2 separate regions of the Zea mays genome follow, and region 2 is linked to region 1. Evidence: chromatin contacts called from public Hi-C data. All regions are on one chromosome and are shown on one strand. The core of a region is the stretch at or near the end of the contact, and the rest is flanking DNA. Distances in the headings are between cores, read along the strand shown.

Region 1 (2,739 bases), core at 31-2,530:
TTAGGAGTATCATGTAACGTGTTATGTTTCCTCAAAGGAATTAATTTTGTAATCTCCTTCTGCAATGTCCGTTCCAGGATCAGTGCAAAAGGCACCTTGGTCAGAACCTGATTTTGACCTGACAATAAGCTAGAGTGCAACTGAATTACATCTGTGTTTTGCAATGTCATTTTGTAAACCTACTTGATGCAATGCTTCATATATCAGTTGCATGCTGCATGTGTGTGTTTTCTCAAACTGCCCTTTCAGAAAGCTACAGTGTTTCACAAATTGCTGTCGAAATCAAATCAAACAGAGATGCAGCTAGTGAACTGCAGTCATGACAGGAACGGAGATGAAGCTTATGACGATAACCAGAGAGATCATGCATGGTAGTATTGGTGGTACCTGTGGCTCGCCGATCCACCTGAAGGGCCTGGACGAGAGGGCGACCATCTGGGTGTGGATGCTCTCGTGGTACCAGTCGCTGAGCAGCAGGTTGAGCTCGCCGTCGTACTGGAACGGCTCCTCCTCCCCCTCCGCCACGTCCACGACCAGCGACCCGTACAGCCCCGCCGCCCTCTGCATCCCGTAGTGCCCGTGGTAGAAGTACGTCCCCGGCTGCGCGGCCACGAAATAGAGGAAATTTCTTCAGTATACCTCCGGTCATGACATGCATAAAGAAGCAAGCAGATGCATGGATGGGTGGATGAGCCATGGGTGTGTGTGGCCCTCAGCAGCACCTTGTCGACGACGAAGCGGTAGGTGAAGGTTTCCTCGGGGTTGATGGCGCACTGGGAGATCGCCGCCGTGCCGTCCGCCCACGGCGTCCCGATCTGCCACCATGATCCATGACGACCATGCAACAATGTTCCAAGCACAAGCCCAGCGTCTAGCGAAGTGATGTGGAGAGATGGTTACGTACCTGTCGGATGCCGTGCCAGTGGATGACGACGCCCTCGGTGTGGAGCGCGTTCCTGAGCTGGACGTGGACGGTGTCGCCGGCCCGGGCGCGGATCGTCGGGCCCGGGAACTGCCCGTTGATGCCGATCACCACCTTCTCCTCGCAGTCGGGAGACCAGAACATGTTGCTGATCTCCCACCTCAAGTGCCGGGCCTTGCCCGCCGCAGCGCAATGCTGGCGCGCCATCAGGGCGCAGCACACCAGGGCCAGCAGAGGGAGAGGAAGCCTCATGGCTGCCCTGCTCTGCAGTAGTGTCAGCAGCCTCCTACGCCACCCCCCAACAAGGATGCCCCCGGCCGCAGTTCACAGCACAGCACAGGGGATGGGCAAGAGGGGGGGAAGCAAATGGGATGCAAACACAGGCTGGGGATGGGCCGGATGGCAAAGAGGGAGATAGATGACCTGAGCAGCGCTTGGGGGGCGATTTATGCTGGCCAAAGAAAAGATGCTTATCTCTCATCACCTCAGTCACTGTTCCATTTCCCCTTCATCTCAGTCACTTTTACAACCCTCCGTTTGAAAAAAAAAATGGTGACCAGCTTTTGAAATAAATATAAAAAAACACTAGTCCGTAGCAGTTAGTGGAGTTAGGTTGCAGGCAGCAGGAGGAGGAGTAGGCTGCTGTTTGTTTCTGCGAGGAACGCCTGCGTTAATATAGGCAGTTTCCCGGTTGCTCGCCAAAGTGCTGCAGAAATGCCTCAGGCCTCCCTCCCCCCATAGTTTCCGATGCGTCTTTCTGGTCGAGGAATAAAGAGGGTCGGTCGACGTCGCCCCCCGTTGCGTTGCTTTGGGCGTATCGTCTCATAGGCCTGCGCTGTTCTGTGCTGCATGTGACGATATCGAGGATGGCTACTTCCGTGCCTCTACCCAAATGGTTTTATGCAAACGTCTCGGCGCTGTCATGTTTCGTTCTGATAGATAGATCCCCCACATAGACACACTGACACACATGCACGCCCCCCCATGCATTTTTGTTTGGTGGTCGCTTCTTATTTGGTAGGAGCGTTTCTCCTCTTTCTTGTTCCTTCGCCAGCGAAGATGAAAAGTTTGTGCGAACGTAGTTTTTGAATTTTTGGTAAGGTCACACACAACCTGTAAAGGCATTTTCATATGTAACCGCTACAAATATGCGCTGCATATATGCATGTTCACAACCACCTAACAAAATACTACAGATCAACAATATTCATCCAAAAACGAAGGTATGCCAGCTATAGCCTCACTGTTCGGGGAAAAAAAAGCTACGCGTAGTGGGGGGAATACAATTATATATACAGCTTGCACTACGTGGTTACATGCGTCTAGTCTAGTGCGGCTGTACTTTATTATTATTTGCGAATTCAGCATGTGTTTGTTCCTGTGGTGCTCAAATCCTGCTGTGTTCACAACGCTATGGGCGCCTATCTGGTGCTTCTTGCATCGAGTGAAAACCATCATGGTGTCATTCTTCATAATGCCTGCCTTAAGAGTCAAGATAAAATTTAAAAGGCACTACATACAAAGCGCCGGCCGTTTCAGGTGCATGATAACACACGTAACTCCTTTTTGCCTGTTTTTTTTGTGACCGCATTTTTTTTGCTACGGAATTAATTAAGTGCCCAGCACGCAAAACGGATTATCGTAGCTTTTTATTCATTCAGCTAGCGGATTCTATATTCGCCTCACACTCCAAACGTTGACCAGGACAGGACACGTTCGGAAGCACAATAACGAACATGCATGCATGACAGAGAAAAAAACGAGGGAGGGGAAAACCTCTACTCCTACAGAAAGAATTGGTTTTTAGAGGCGGGTAA
Region 2 (2,700 bases), core at 23-2,522, 410 kb before region 1:
AAATAAACCATCATTAGTTAGATAATTTTTTTTACCACAATCCATTTCTTCATTAATTATGTCGTGGATTTAAGTATGGAATTGATAAACCATTTCTATACATTTATGAGCTAGTTATATTATCTATAGATATTAGATATAGATATTAGACATGGTGCATGTGATACTTTGGTCCAACACATACGTTTCTTTTGACATGATAAGCAGGTCCAGTTCCGTTCCTATAGTTCTTTTTATCTGGATAACAAAAAATATCTTAGAATCCTAAAATCCCACCTGAACGGGTTTGGTTTTACGCATGTGGATTTTAACACAAGGACACATCATGTTTATATTTTATCTGATTCTAAACAATCACCCAGGAACCAAATGATCTATAGGGCTGCTACATTCTTATGTACTAGCAAAGTGCCTATGTATTACTACGATTGTTATTTATGCTTAAGTATAGAATATGAAACACAAAGATATGACATGTGTGTTCTATTAGCTAGATTGATGAATGTGAGTTTAGAACAAACATTCATAGCTTAGATCATCATTTATACATAATTTTAGCATTTTTATTATTTAAATACGAGGGAGCACAACGGACGTGTGAAAATAGTGGAATCATTAAAACTAATGCTCTAATATAGTAGAGACTAAAGAGAATATAATTCTAGAACAGTCTCATATTTTATTATTTTAAGTTATGTTTTTAAAATATCAAATAAATACGATTTAATTATAAAATAAGCTATATTTTTTGTAATAAATTAATGTAAAGCTATAAATATGAAACTGTATATTAGAACATTGATTAAATATAAATTATTTTAACTGTCACGCAATCCATATTTGCTTTTTTATAGAGAGAGGAGAGACGAAGAGAGTATATATATAAACCTGACGAAAATCGACCGACTACTTCACCGATCGAAAGCTTGTCTAGGTCTTTTTTCCGCTTGACCCGTACAATTCTTGGATACACGCAAGCAAGGGTAATGGAACATTCTTCCAGTGGATCGAGTTTAGCAGGGGACATCACATGGGCACGTACGTACGTACTGTCGCCTAGTTGCCGTCTCGAGTATCCGGCCACCCTGTATATATGCGCAGACACGGCGCGAGAAACAGACGAGGACAGGAGGCCGACACGCGGGCAGCCCCGCCGCATGATTGCGTCAAACAGACGGGAAAAGGGCAGCAAGAATCCCCCACGCTGCGGTGCGTGGGAGCCTGGGAGGCGAGCTCGCCATCATGGCTACCGTGCGCCGGGGCTCATGATACGCCTCGGGGCTGCCGGCGACTGGCGTGAAACCCCAGGGAGATAGGCCTCCTGCCTCACCAGGGAGGATCGGCCTGGATCGGGGCCAAAAAGCGCACGCATCATTGCCTATAGAGACTGCTTCGCCAGCTTGGAATTGATTTTTTTTATAGTCGATTGGAAGGGCTCACACATTGGCAGTTTGACACGTACCAGAGTAGAGGCAATGCGCTCTGTCCTAGCCGCAGAATACAACGTGTTGTTTATTTTGCTAGTCTCTTTTTTCGTCAGTTATCATGTCAATTTTATTTATTGTGACTTCTAATGGTACTTCTTAATTATAAAGAGTTACAACAGTGAAGCCAAAATTTCCCGAAGCCGTGGGACATAACTAGTATATCGTTATGGGACAAATAGTATCAAATGACATTATTTTCGAGGGTTTAATGATTACCTTCAAAAATTACAAATTTGGCGTATCAGTTTCGTCTTTTGCTACATCGAGAAATAGAGCGACAGATCGAGTTGCAATTTTGGGGTAAAATGGATGGAAGGACCGGACAGAAACGCGCTTGGCTCCCGAATGGCCCTCCACTAGGCGTTGCGTTGCGTGCTCGCTCGCTCGCACTCCCACTCGTTCCGTGTGCTCTCGCACGGGTTGGACTTGGACGCAGAGCCGGAACAAGGAACGCAGCTGTTGGACTCGGTGGCGCCAGCCCGTGTGATGATGATGGCTTCCACGGCGGGCCGACAGAGGCATACTACCGACGATGTGGAGTGTGCGCCCTGGGAACGGGCTCCGCGGGGCACGGGCGGCGGCGTGGTCTGCCCGAAGAAGCCGAGCTAGGATTGCGGCCATGACAGCCTCCGGTGCTTCGGACGGGCCCCCGGATTAACAAACATTAACCTTACGTCCACCGATCCAATCATGGCCTGATCACGCCACTGACATACTACAAAGTGGTCCTTACAGCGTTTCGTGTTCTATTCTCTCGTTGGCCATAGCTAGAAGGCTCCTTCCTGTTCTTGCCATTACCATGAGACATATCCTGCAACCATGAGGTATAATATCGAGCTACGAAATGCCAACTCTTTTATTGCACCGTCGTAGATGTTGTGTAATGACCAATACATTGTAAATTAGGCTTTGTACCATACATTTTTTTTCTTCAATTCCCTTCGATCATGAATGGTAACAATTAAGCACTACTACCCAGAAAAAGTATATGTAACAAACAAACCAACAAACACAATGTTACCTCAAGGAGGTGAATTTCTTCGTTTGCATTCCAATCTGGGCAAATAGGTGGGAAAGACAATAAAATATCATTCTAGAATTAATGTACTTTGGTTAAGCAATGACCAAAGAATAAAACACTGAGTAAGCAAGGTTAGAAGGTCGAGTATTCTTTGGTTAAGGAATAATAAGCTCCGGCGCACTTTAGCAGATC

The links. Hi-C and Micro-C count contacts between places; a contact is called where the count stands out from the background.
Region 2: a Hi-C map of ear shows a contact between it and region 1, with 2.7 times the contacts expected there. The contact joins the enhancer-like site here to the promoter of LOC100273169 in region 1. A contact is called at or near these places in 3 of 25 Hi-C or Micro-C datasets (ear, endosperm and tassel).

Annotation. Positions count from the first base shown.
Region 1 is chr9:82,700,020-82,702,758 of Zm-B73-REFERENCE-NAM-5.0, reverse strand. It overlaps LOC100273169 (Plant L-ascorbate oxidase), which reads right to left and starts at 1,280. Exons shown (of 5, transcript NM_001147615.1): 1 at 905-1,280; 2 at 723-815; 3 at 388-600. The coding sequence starts at 1,174.
Region 2 is chr9:83,106,848-83,109,547 of Zm-B73-REFERENCE-NAM-5.0, reverse strand. No RefSeq gene overlaps it. Among protein-coding and RNA genes, the nearest start is that of LOC109942555, 140 kb to the left of the region's middle. Within about 2 kb of position 1,272, at least 16 of the 20 cell types and tissues checked have an H3K27ac peak or open chromatin away from gene starts, as enhancers often do. A contact at or near this core is called in ear, endosperm and tassel, where this site is marked.